Regions from separate parts of the Ovis aries genome. Here region 1 is linked to region 2. Evidence: chromatin contacts called from public Hi-C data. All regions are on one chromosome and are shown on one strand. Each heading gives the region's core, a stretch centred on a gene start, on an enhancer-like site or on the middle of the called end of the contact. The rest is flanking DNA. Distances are from core to core; before and after follow the strand shown.

The links. Hi-C and Micro-C count contacts between places; a contact is called where the count stands out from the background.
Region 1: a Hi-C map of liver shows a contact between it and region 2, with 1.9 times the contacts expected there. The contact joins two enhancer-like sites. A contact is called at or near these places in 3 of 16 Hi-C or Micro-C datasets (blood, liver and skin fibroblasts).

What each region holds. Positions count from the first base shown.
Region 1 is chr14:47,840,016-47,846,733 of ARS-UI_Ramb_v3.0, forward strand. ACTN4 (actinin alpha 4) reads left to right here. Exons shown (of 21, transcript XM_042230937.1): 12 at 149-299; 13 at 2,614-2,722; 14 at 2,836-2,976; 15 at 3,067-3,249; 16 at 3,347-3,481; 17 at 4,476-4,655; 18 at 5,343-5,489; 19 at 6,357-6,437. Among named protein-coding and RNA genes, the nearest start is that of CAPN12, 18 kb to the right of the region's middle. Within about 2 kb of position 1,351, at least 24 of the 54 cell types and tissues checked have an H3K27ac peak or open chromatin away from gene starts, as enhancers often do. A contact at or near this core is called in liver, where this site is marked.
Region 2 is chr14:47,684,257-47,690,533 of ARS-UI_Ramb_v3.0, forward strand. RYR1 (ryanodine receptor 1) reads left to right here. Exons shown (of 104, transcript XM_060398058.1): 68 at 205-292; 69 at 402-494; 70 at 2,315-2,485; 71 at 4,008-4,067; 72 at 4,320-4,457; 73 at 4,975-5,087; 74 at 5,266-5,362; 75 at 5,593-5,699. Among named protein-coding and RNA genes, the nearest start is that of MAP4K1, 69 kb to the right of the region's middle. Within about 2 kb of position 4,490, at least 15 of the 54 cell types and tissues checked have an H3K27ac peak or open chromatin away from gene starts, as enhancers often do. A contact at or near this core is called in liver, where this site is marked.

The sequences.
Region 1 (6,718 bases), core at 101-2,600, 150 kb after region 2:
GTTCCCGGGGTTTCCGGCTTTCGTGGCAGCATCCTCGCCAAGGCAGGGCATGGGGTCTGCACCCCACTCCCCTCCCTCTGGTCGGACACCCCCTCTGGACGCCCGTGACACTGTTGGGCAAGCACTCCTGCTCTCCACCCCACCTCAGGGAAGGAGGCCATGCTGAAGCACCGGGACTATGAGACGGCCACCCTGTCGGACATCAAGGCCCTCATCCGCAAGCACGAAGCCTTCGAGAGCGACCTGGCCGCCCACCAGGACCGCGTGGAGCAGATTGCCGCCATCGCCCAGGAGCTCAAGTATGTGTGGGCTCACGGTCCCCCACTTCCCTGCCAGTACCTGGCCCGGAGCGGTGGTGGGACAGGTGGAGGGGTTCCCCGGGCCCTTTCCACCCTCACCCCCTCCTTTCCCATGCCAAGAAGGAGCCTTAGGGGTGATGCCTTTTGTCCGCCTGTCTTAACCCCAGATGAGACCCATAGTGGGATCTACGTTCCCCAGCAGAAGGGAGGTCTCTGGTCCCCTGAGGTGGTGGGCAGTCTAGCCCACAGCCCCCACCCATGGCTCCCCGAGGGAATCGGGCTGCACAGAGAGCCCATTGTTCGGCCCAGCCCTTCCCTCTGCCGCTCAGAATACACTTATTGTAAGAGCTTCCAGGCAGCCGGTTCTCTGCCCTCCCCGCCCTACCCCAGTCAGATAAACTCGTGCACACAATTAGTACACTGAGTCTCCAGCACAGTGAAAGGGAGCCTTATTCCCCCAGCGGAGCGGCCAGCAGCAGGCAAGGCCCAGGGAGCGGGAGGCCCCAGCCATTACTTCATGGAAAATCCACAGGCCCTGGAGGGGCGGCAGGGCTCCCAAAATAGCTGTCTGCTCAAAAATAGGATCCTTGGCTGGAGTCGGCCTTTCGACAGACACCTCCCACCCTGTCACAGTCATCCCCGAAGTTCTGCCTGTTCCTCCAAGGCAGGGGCCCAGCGGCGAGGCCTGAAGGAGCCCCACGCCGGGCAGGGCCGTCTCCCTGACTCACTCCCTCCACACTGCCCAGCTGCTCTGGGGCTCCCTGTGTGCTTGCCCAGGAGCAGAAGTACTAGCAGGCACAGTCCTGGGTGCACACGCCCTCACTGGGCACTGCTGGGGGTCCTGCAGCTCCTCTAGGATCAAGCCCCCTGTACCTGGCACGTCCAGGCCAAGGAGAGTAAGGTCACGGATACAGGCGCCCACCATCTGCAGGGATTGTGGGGGTGGGACAGGCGAGCCCCTGGATGCTGGTTGGCAACAGACTTGCCGTCAGCGCTAGGCCAGCCCACTGCTCAGGCACTGGGAATGACCATGTGAAACCCATCGCCCTGAGCCAGGGAGCTGACAGTCCCCCAGGCAGCTCTCTGGACAGTTGCCCTGGAGGAAGGGGGGAGGGTTGTTTGGGGCGCCGTCCGTTCGCCAGCAGATGAGGCAGAGGCCAAGGGCCGCCTGGGCTGATCCTGGAGGGCAGCCTGGCTGAGCATCGATTAATGATAATGATGAAAGCTCAGAGCACTCAGGGCCCTCCGTGTGCCAGCTCATCAGTCCCATTGATCCTCTGTTACAGAGCTGGGACTGAGGCACACAGAGGCCAAGGGCCTGCCCTGGGTCACACAGCTAGGGAGTGAGTGAGATGCGAGTGGAACCCAGGCTGGCCTGGCCCCTGCGTGGAGCGCTGCCTTGCTGCTCCTCCAGCCCTTGCCTGCTCCCCTGGCCCCTGTATCCTGCCTGACCACCTGGTCACCCTAGACCTGTGCACCGACTTCCTAGGAGCCTGCTGCCGGGAGTGGCCAAGTGTGACCCCAGGAGGCGGCAGGCCTGGGGCTGGTGCTCAGGAGTGGGGTGGGGGGGCAAGAGCTATGGTATCAGCTCAGTGTTCCCAACCTCAGTCAAGGCAACAGTAATACCCATTCCCTGATCAGCTTGTTTTTCCCTTGAATATATTGTTAGTTGCTTAGCATGAGATTGTGGTTAGTCACACACTTTTTTTTTCTAATACCCATAAAAACATATCCTTTAATAACTTCCTACTTTCACCCACTGGGCGCCAAGGACTGTTCTCAGCACTTCTCATGTGTTAAGTAACTTGGTGTCCTCACAACCCCACCCCATCTCACAGATGAAAAAAACGAGGGATCCAGAGGGAATTCACTCGCCCAGGTCACACAGGTTCAAAATCGGGAGCTGGAATTCACGCCTAGGGAACTTGGCTCCAGAGCCTTGTCCTCTAACCAGCGTGCTCTGCTATCCTTTCTGTAAACGGAAAAAGCAACCCAGGGGCTTCCCTGGGGGTCTACTGTTCAGGACTCTGCTTCTACTGCTGGGGGTTTGGGCTTGGCTGCTGCCCGGGGAACTCAGATCCCACAGCCACATGGCACAGCCCAGAAAGCAATCCAGATAAGGCGTGGCTGAGGGTCACAGTCTGGGAGCCCTGTGTCAGCGGCTCTTGACAGGAAGCTCTGTTGTCCTTTCCCCGCCAACCCCCTCTCCAGTTCCTCCTGCCTCAGCCCAGAGAGGTGGTGTCCCCCAGCACCAGGGCCTGGGATGCATGTGGGCGGGTGGGTCTGGTCTCACCCCCCTCTGCCCGGTCCGCAGCGAGCTGGATTACTACGACTCCCACAATGTCAACACGCGCTGCCAGAAGATCTGTGACCAGTGGGACGCCCTTGGCTCTCTGACCCACAGTCGCAGGGAAGCCCTGGAGGTGAGCGGTGGCGGGGGTGGGGGTGGGTGCCCTCAGAGCTTCCCAGACCCTGGCCCACCATGCACGGTCCCTGCTGGCCCTCTGACCTCCCTCTTCTGTCCCTGTCGCACCAGAAAACTGAGAAGCAGCTGGAGACCATTGACCAGCTGCACCTGGAGTACGCCAAGCGGGCGGCCCCCTTCAACAACTGGATGGAGAGCGCCATGGAGGACCTCCAGGACATGTTCATTGTCCACACCATCGAGGAAATCGAGGTCCGCCCCCGCCCCCCTGCCCTTTTTGGGGCTCGTGGGCCCTCTGGGGGGCCGGGCCGCCCCCTCACCCCTTCTGTTCACATCCCCCAGGGTCTGATCTCAGCCCATGACCAGTTCAAGTCGACGCTGCCGGACGCTGACAGGGAGCGGGAGGCCATCCTGGCCATCCACAAGGAAGCCCAGCGGATCGCCGAGAGCAACCACATCAAGCTCTCAGGCAGCAACCCCTACACCACCGTCACTCCCCAGATCATCAACTCCAAGTGGGAGAAGGTAGGCGTCACCCAGCCACCCACCCGCTGGCAGGCCGGGGAGGGGCTGCCAGGCGAAGGGCCGCCCCTTGACCGCCCCTGCCCGCGTGCCTCCCCAGGTGCAGCAGCTGGTGCCCAAGCGGGACCACGCCCTCCTGGAGGAGCAGAGCAAGCAGCAGTCGAACGAGCACCTGCGCCGCCAGTTTGCCAGCCAGGCCAACATCGTGGGGCCCTGGATCCAGACGAAGATGGAGGTGAGGGCGTCGCCCCAGCCTTGCTGTACCGCAAGAATCTCTTGGCAGAACTGAGCAAGAGGCCCTGCTGAATGGGAGGCTGCCCGCCCCTGGCAGGAGGTCCACAGTGCTCCGCGGGGCCAGTGGACCTGGGGACCTCGTGGGATCGGGAAGGTTATATCGGTGGAAATGACGGTGCCATCCAGCACAAGACTGTGCTAGGGGTCAGGGAGAGGCGGTCTCAAGTCGATTCTGCCCTCAGCTGCTGCTCTGGAGTCAGGCACACGTAACCTCTGCCCCTCAGTGTTAACGTCCCCCTGAAAGGGGATGGAGACTGTTGCTTCATTTCCTCAGCGAACAGTTGGGCACTGCCCTGCGCCAGCCCCCTCGTGAGTACCGCAGTGTCGCTGTGCCCAAGGTGGTCTGAGCTTAGACCCTCACGAGCACGTGCGTTCCGCCCTGGTGATCCAGCCCCGGGAAGGCTTTTAACCATGCCCCTCGGTGCCCTTTGGGTTACTGCTGACCGAGCGGAATCACTGAAACTCACGACCAGTCTGAGAGGTCCGGGCAGGCAGCCCAGGGCATAGTACCAGCCGCTGTGGTGGGGCGAGGCGTGGGGGCGCTCAAGAGCCCGGGTTCTGAAGTGCGCCAGGCCTGGGTTCCTGGCCCGGCTCTGCCTCGTACGGTGATAAGCTGCCCTCTCCCAGCCTCAGTTTCCAGCTCTGCAGGAGGGGCTTGTCCCAGGCTTGGGCCTCACAGGGAGGGAGTGGTGGGGGTGGACCTGAGAAGCGCTGGGGCAGAAACTCTGGTCACTGCTGCTGTGCTGGAGGGCGGGGCTGGGGGGACAGTCAGTGAGTGGCAGGCCTCTGGGAGAGGACCTTCGGGCCAGAGGCGGCCTTTCTGCCACCACCACTACCAATCTGGGGTTCGGTAGCCAGTGACAGGGCTCCTCCCGGTGGCTGGTGGGGGCCGAGGGCCCGCCAGCCCCAGCCCAGCGCCTGCCTCCTCTGTGCAGGAGATCGGGCGCATCTCCATTGAGATGAACGGGACGCTGGAGGACCAGCTGAGCCACCTGAAGCAGTATGAGCGCAGCATCGTGGACTACAAGCCCAACCTGGACCTGCTTGAGCAGCAGCACCAGCTCATCCAGGAGGCCCTCATCTTCGACAACAAGCACACCAACTATACCATGGAGGTGCGCCCTGCTCGCCCCCCAGCCCGAGCCAGGCTGCTGCCTTCTTCCAATTGGTTTCTGCCCTGTAGAAAAGCCAGCCCCCGCTTTCTCTCTCTCCTCTTTCACTCTGACCGCAGAGACTGGATCCCATGTTCATATTTTTTGAAGAGTTGATTTCCTTGCCAGTACTCTCCCATCACCGTGATCACACACACCTCAGGACAGTCTCCCTGGAGAGCCAGGAGGGCAGCAGCACCTGCCCCCTACTGTGGCCTCAGCCATTTGATCCTTTGGTTCTTGCTTGACAGCTGGTTGCTGTCAGACTGGCAGCTTGAAATGATCCCTGGTGATAAGCCCTGAGACCATGCAAATCCTAGGGTGCCACTAAATAAAAGGAAGGGAGAGGAGTTTCCCCAGAAAGCTAGATAAGTGTTGCCTGAAACATCTCTGCAGAGTTCCCCTGAGGATCCTGGCATGGGTGTTAGGCCCCAGTCCTTGGCTGCGTCGTGACCGGGAGCGTGCTGTGAACCGGGGCCCTGGTGGGCAGGCAGAGGCAGGCATGTGGCTGTGTCCCTATGTGCACGGGAGTGCGTGGGACTGGGTTGGCTCTGGGAGAGGATTAGGAGAAACCCAAGTCTGACCCCCCTGAGCTGCAGCTACTGTGGTACCACTGGCCCAGCCCGCACTCACGCCCTGGTTCCTCCCCAGCACATCCGGGTGGGCTGGGAGCAGCTGCTCACCACCATCGCCCGCACCATCAACGAGGTTGAGAACCAGATCCTCACCCGCGACGCCAAGGGCATCAGCCAGGAGCAGATGCAGGAGTTCCGGGCGTCCTTCAACCACTTCGACAAGGTGAGCGGCTCCCTCAGCCCCCGTCTTCCCTCCTTCCCCGCTGTCACCTCCCACCCCGCCCCCTCCGTCTTCACATCTGTCTGTCTGCTCACATCACAGTCCCTGAGTATCAGAGGCCACTCACGGGCTGGCAGGGACCCAGCTTCCCTCAGGAGAAATGGGAACCCCTGGCTCTGTCCCTGGGGCTGTGCCTCCCCACCCACCTGCCAGGGCAACCCTGAAGGGACAAGTGCCAGCACCCCCAGGGATCCAAGACAGACACACAGACAAGTGCCAGCACCCCTGGGGATCCGACACAGACACACACACACACACACACACACACGGACAAGTGCCAGCACCCCCGGGAATCCAAGACACACATACACACACTCACTGTTCTTAAAAGTCAGACATGGCCTGGAAGCCCCATTAGACTGTCCCCGAGCGCCAGTTTGCCCCAGGCCCTCCCTGCTGGGCTTGAGGTGCCATCCACCTGCCATCCGTGGGGAGGATGTGCTCCAGGGGTTAGCAGGGCCCTGCATCCCACACAAGAGGGGGCAGTCCCCTCTCTCCCACCCCAGATCCTGGAGGCCAGGAGAGCTCCCCTGTTCCCTCCCAGGAGTCCTGGGACTTGAGTCCTGCACCTCTCAGCCCCCACCCTGCCCTGGCCCAGAGGAGGCGGGGTGAGGCCTCTGACCACCCTCCAGGCCCCACCCTGCCATCACCTTGTCCTCGTCACCTCTAACTCTGTGTTTCCCTCCCCCGACCCGTGTGTCCCCCTCCCCCGCCCTCTGCATGTGACCCCGCCCCCGGCCCCGCCTCTGCCGGCCTGGTCTCCACACCGCCCGCCCCTCGTGCACGCCTGCCTCCGGATGCCGCCGGCAGGACCATGGCGGGGCGCTGGGGCCGGAAGAGTTCAAGGCCTGCCTCATCAGCCTGGGCTACGACGTGGAGAACGACCGGCAGGTACGCGCCCCCGGGGCCCCAGCGGACCGTGGCATTAACTGCTCTTCTCTCTCTCTCCTTCTCTCTGTCTCCCTTCCCTCGGCCACCCCACCCCTCGCCATCGTGTGCCATCTCACCGGCGCTCTTGCCTCCTCCTCCCCGCCCCGTGTCTCTCCGGACGCCTGCCCCCTTACCTGGTTTCTCGGGCCGCCTCTGTCTGCCCCGCTCCCGCCACTGTCCTGTCTCGCTGTGCGCACGGGGCGGCCCCTCTTGCCTACTCTGGGCCCGGCCTCCTCTGCTGT
Region 2 (6,277 bases), core at 3,240-5,739:
CTTCAATAAAAAAGGTTAGAGACAAAATTTTCAGAAATTGTCATTTATAATTTTTAAATCATCTGAATGGCCAGATTACCCTAGAAAGCTCTCACTCTCCCGTTGGAGTCTCTGGGTGCCCTCCCCTGAGATGTCTCCCTGCTGCCCCCTTCCCTGGGGGTCCCTGCCCTCATCCCTCACCAGCCCCTTCCTCTGCCTGCCCAGGGCACACTGGCTGACCGAGCCCAACCCCAGCGCGGAGGAGCTGTTCAGGATGGTGGGCGAGATCTTCATCTACTGGTCCAAGTCCCACGTAAGTCCCCACCCACCCGCCCGCCCCTCCTCTCTGGAACCCGAGCAGCTGCTTCCCAAAGAGGCCCTCCCCCACCCTGTCTGATCCCCAACACCGCCTCCCCTACCAGAACTTTAAGCGCGAGGAGCAGAACTTTGTGGTCCAGAATGAGATCAACAACATGTCATTTCTGACGGCCGACAACAAGAGCAAAATGGCCAAGGTGGGTACTTTGCTCTGGGAGGAGGACTTAGCCGGGAGGGAAGGGGGAACTGCCTCGGGCTTCCTAGCTGACTCCTCCTCATCCTGCCCGCCCTTCTCTTCCGGGTCACATTCCCTGAAGCCCTCACAGCAGCTCCTTCCCCATCCCTCTTCCGCCCCACCTCCCCCTTCTCTCAGCTCCATCCCCTTCCTCCTGGTTTTTTCCTTCCTCCCCCATTTCCCTCTTCTTTCTCCATCTCCGCCCTCCTCCCTACCTGCTTTCTCCTCCCCATCACCCAGCACCTCATCTTGCTCCATCCTCCCCACCTCCTTCTTCTACCCCAATTTCCTCCTCTCAACCTCTCCCACTTCTTTCCTCCTATTCCTTTATTCCACATCCCCACCTCCTTCCCTCTCCCCTTAGCCTTCCCTGAACTGCCCTCTAAAGGGCAAGGTCAAAAGGACAAACCCACCACCCTCAGCAAGGTCTGGAATTCCCCGGCTGGGGGATACACGTCAGGGTGGGGCAGGGGACCTGGGGTAGGGCAGACTTGGAGGGGCCCTGGGGTTCTTGGAGGGACTGAGGTAACACTTCTTGTCTCTGTCTGCACCCTGATGCAGCAGGCGGGAGATGTACAGGTCAGCCCCACGTCTGGGACCTTCTGCATGGCTCTTGGCTAAAACCCTCTACCCACCCGCCCCCAACCCCAGCCTCTGCTTTGCCTCCAGAAAACCCTTCCCCTGTTCCTTGCCTCTCAGCCTTGGCTTTCAGCCCCATCCTCTTTCTCTTGCTCCGCGCCTCCTCCCACTAACCGTTCCCTTCCCGACCCTCAACTGTTGGTAGTTTTTTTTAACTTTTATTAAAAAAAAAAAACACAAAACTCTCCTCTCAGCTTTCCCCAAAGCTTCAAAGCATCATGGACTGAGGTTCCAGGGAATGGGAATGGGGGTGCAAAAGGCACGTGCATGGTTGGGTTTAAGGCCTGGACTTGGGAATTAGAGTGACTCAGGTTAGAATCCTGCTTCTTGGCAGTGTGATGTTGGTCAAGTGTCTTACCCTTTTGAGCCTTTGAAGGCGTATGGTCGGTGGCCCCCGGCCCCAGAGCTCTGTGAGGACCCAGTGAGACGCCGCATGTGCTGGCACACGGGTCACACTCTGTATCACGAGCCGGCGTGGATGTGGCTCTGGCTGAAGCTTGCCACTGGGGCTTTTCATTGGCATGACTGGGGTGGCCCTGGCCGTGGGTCTGCACCCGAGGCTCCAGAACACGGCTCTGGGACTCTGTGCCCCGTGTTTCTGCTTCCAGATCTTTCTGGACCTGTCTTCTCTCTTGTATCTTCTGTCTTCCTGTCTCCTTGTTCATCTTAGTCTCTCAGTCCCTCTCTCGATCTCTTTCTTTCCACTTCCCTTGTCTCTTGGGACTCTTCCCTGTTCTGCATCTTCATTTCATTTTCAGGAACTCTGTCTGGGGCTCTGAGGTGGGGGTTGTAGGTGTATTGTAGGGGCAGGAGGGGTGTCCTAGTGAAAGTTCTGAGGGGATTCTGGGAGAAGAATCCAGAGGTTGTGGAAGCCTGGAATTGGGGGAAATCTGGAAGGATTTGGGATAGAAGCTGGGAATCTGGGATAGAAGCTTTGGTCCGTGAGACTCTGGGGTCAGGGCTCAGGGTCTGAAATGAAAGATCAGCAAGGTCTGGGGTGCAAACTGAGGCAGGCTCTGGGATCAGGGAGGGTCTGCCTAACATTCAGGTGAGGGGCTGGAGGGTGGACAGTGGTGGCAGGTTGGGACTGGGGCAGAGGCCAGGCTGGGACTTAAACTGGCACTGAGCCCCGTGTTCCCACAGTCTGGTGGCTCGGACCAGGAACGCACCAAGAAGAAGCGCCGGGGTGACCGGTACTCCGTGCAGACGTCGCTGATTGTGGCCACGCTCAAGAAGATGCTGCCTATCGGCCTGAACATGTGTGCCCCCACTGACCAGGAGCTCATCACACTGGCCAAGACCCGCTATGCCCTGGTGCCTGCTCAGCCCCTTTCTGGGAACTGCCAGGGTCCAACTCAGCACCCTACTGAGCCCCACTCAGCACCCCACTCAGCACCCCTACTAAACCCCCGTGATCCCCCAGAGGCCTTCTCTAGGACCCTCCTGAGTCCTTCTCCAGGACCCTGAGGGCTCACTGGGCCCTCTAGAATGCCCTGAACCTTCCTACAGGATGCTGAGGGCCCCACTCGGGATGTTGTCAGACCTCTGGATCCTAAGGACCCTAACTGGGACCCCCCTAGAACCCAGGAAGGCCACTAAGATCCCCCTAGGACCCAAAGACCACATCAAACCTTCAGGAACCCCACTGAACACCAATCCCACCTCGGCCAGAATCCTGAGAATCCCACCTGAGACACCTTAAGCCCCCTTGAGACTCCTCCAAGTCCTCTGCCAGGACCTGCCCAAGTCCCTTGGGACCCACAGAGCCCCTCATGATCCCACTGGCCCTCCTTTGAACCTCTGGATTCCCACTGGGCTCTCCACCTCACTCTCTCTTTTCCTCAGGACCCTGTGGATCTCTCCCGTTGGAGTCTGTTAACACCCAACTGAGCCCCAAAGACTCTTAGGGGCCCAGTGAGCACCCTGTGACCCTAAGTAGCCTCCAGGATCCTAATGACTTCTTCCCTAGGCTCAGAGAGAGACTGAGACCCCTTCTAAGCCCTCTGGGACCCCAAAGAGGCTCCTGGGGCCCCTTTTATCCATTATATGGGAACTCCCCCCTAGATCCTTTCAGCCTCAGGGACCCAAGAAGTCCTCCCAGGATCCTGCCCCAAGACCCTTAGAACCTCCCCCAGGACCCTGCTAAGCACCCTGAGGATCTACTAATCCCCAGGACCCTGAAGACCACTGATTCTCCACCGATATCACAAGCATTTCCTTTCCCAGAACCCTAAAGCCTCCTTCCCTCAGGACCTCAAGCTTTTCCTAGGACCTGTAGAGGTCTGCTGGACCTGTTGAGGCCTGCTGAAATCCCAAAGAGCCCTCCTGGGCCCTTCTGACCCCTTAACTTGGTTCTTGAGCGCCCCCTCTCCTGGGATCCTAAAGAACCCCCACCCTACTGATCCTTCCTTTAGTGTCTGTGTGAACCCCACCGGTGACAAGTGATTTGCTGGACCCTCTTGACCTCTGATGACCTTGCTGTCTCTTATAATCCCCCTCACCTAACTCTGATTTTCAAAAACTCCCTGCCCATCTCCCACTTACTCCCAGCCCCACTCTGACCCTCTTCTGACCTCCTTTTCTGATCTTTAAGGATATCTTCATGTCAACTCCTACCTCCTCTCATACCCCAACGAGGCCCCTCTAATCCTGATTCTTCAAGGTGCCTTCAGTGGCCATTCGGACTCCTCTCTGACCATTCCTGACCTCTGGATCCTTTTCATTTCTCTTGAATCCTCTCTTGGATCTTGAGGTGGTGGGGCTAGAGGGAAGAGGGTTGTAGGACGAGGAGGATGCTGGGCCCTCCGGAGTGACCCAGCCTGGCTTGTCTCTCCAGAAAGACACAGATGAGGAGGTCCGGGAATATCTGCAAAACAACCTTCACCTTCAGGGAAAGGTACGCCTCTGCCGCCTCAGTCTGCAACTGAAAGGGGCGCGTCAGGATAATAGCAACAGCCACAGCCAGCTTTTGAGCCCTTACATCGGTGCCAGGCATCGAAAGAAGGACCTTAACTCATACTCAATCCCTCAGTGAATCATCATGGCATTGAATCGTGGGGCGGGGGCGGGGCCCTCCGAGAAGCCCGGCTGAGGGAGGAGGGAGCGCGCAGGGGAGAGGCCTCATGCCGGACGATCTTCCTCCTCTCAGGTCGAAGGCTCCCCTTCTCTGCGCTGGCAGATGGCCCTGTACCGGGGCCTCCCGGGCCGCGAGGAGGACGCTGACGATCCGGAGAAAATCGTGCGCAGAGTCCAGGAAGTGTCCGCCGTGCTCTACCATTTGGAGCAGGTGTCTTACTGCTGAGTGGTCAAAACTTGGTCTCTGGGCGGGGCCTGGGGCGGGCCTTGAGCCTGTGGGCGGGGCCTGCGGGTGAACCGCGGGCCTCTGGGCGGGGCAAGGGGCGGGTCTTGAATCCTGTAGGTGACGGGCCTTGAATTTTACAACGAGACTTAGAATGGAGGCTTTGATATGGGAATCAGACATGGTGCGCAATGTTGGGCCTAGGGACAGCGCCGGGGCAGAACTTTGGGTCTGAGAGTCAGGCCCGGTGGAGACGCCTTGACTCTGTGGGCAAGACCTTGGGCGGGTCTTGCGATTGGGGCGGGGCCTATGAGGGAACTAATTGGTCTGCAAGCCGAGAATAGGTCAGAACTTTGACTCTGTTGGCGGAGCCAGGGTGTTCCTTCGGCCCTGTGAATCGTCCTGAATTTGGACTGGGCACAGATGGGCATTTTCACTCAGAGCTGGAAGTGGGAATCAGACCAGGGGCAGAATCTGGAGCCATGACACATAATCCCGCCATCAGATCGAGCATCCTTACAAGTCCAAGAAGGCCGTGTGGCACAAGCTCTTGTCAAAGCAGCGCCGGAGGGCAGTAGTCGCCTGTTTCCGCATGACCCCCCTGTACAACCTGCCCACGTAAGACACCCCGCCTCCAATGGGGGAAGGGAGCCTAAGCCTCCTTGGAGAATGGGTGGGTGAGGAGGAGAGAGGATGGGGTGCGCACCCAGTGGGGTCTTGCGAAATGGTTAGGGGAGGCGGGCTAGGGACGTGCATGGGGAAATCTTGCTGACGCCTCGAATCTTCCCCTGCGAAGGCACCGGGCCTGTAATATGTTTCTGGAGAGCTACAAGGCGGCGTGGATCCTGACGGAAGACCACAGTTTTGAGGACCGCATGATAGATGACCTTTCAGTGAGCTGGGGCCTGCCTGGGAGTGTGGGGGCAGATGGGTAGGGCTGGGGCCCACCTCCAGGGGTCACCCTTCACACTGAGCGCTATGGGAGCAGGGGCCCCTGGCTTGGGCAGAACCAGGGGAGGGTGCAGGATGTGGAAGAAGAGAATAAAAACAGTCTAGCAGGGCTTAATGGGAGACAGGTGGGGACTCTGGAAGCCCCTACCCAAAGCCCCACTCCTCCCTCCAGAAAGCTGGGGAGCAGGAGGAGGAGGAAGAGGAAGTGGAGGAGAAGAAGCCAGACCCCCTGCATCAGCTGGTCCTGCACTTCAGCCGCACCGCCCTGACTGAAAAGAGGTGAGACCCTTCCTGGGTCCCCAAGAGGGACCCACTACCTCTCCCCACCCCAATCCTTGCTCCTCAAGAGAGAACCTGTGTGTCCTGGGAAGGGGGGACACCCACAGCTGATCCTTTAATGTCATTTAACTAGAACAAGCAGAGTCGCCTTGTACCACTGTGCAGACTGGGCACTTCACAGGGACATCTCTTCTGAAGGGTTCACGTCACACGCAATATCAATTGAGGCTTATTCTAGAAGAAAATGTCTTGTTCACATAAAATCAGTATATTGCAGTATATTATATGGGTGAGGTCAATATATTGTGATGCATTTCCAACAGATGTCAGTGAGGAACAGGGCACTTCTAATTCAGACAAAAGCTTCGTATGAGCCAATGGCAGTCTTGGGAATAAATAGCAGTAATAAGGGCACTGCTGCCAACGGTAACAACAGGCAGTATTTATCAAATGCTTTTCATGTGTCAGGCATCATGTTAAAACACGTGACAGTGAGATCCTCTCACTTCATCTTCACACTAGGAGATAGATATTATTATCAACTTTGTGTGTCTGGATGAGGAAATGAGGCACAGAGA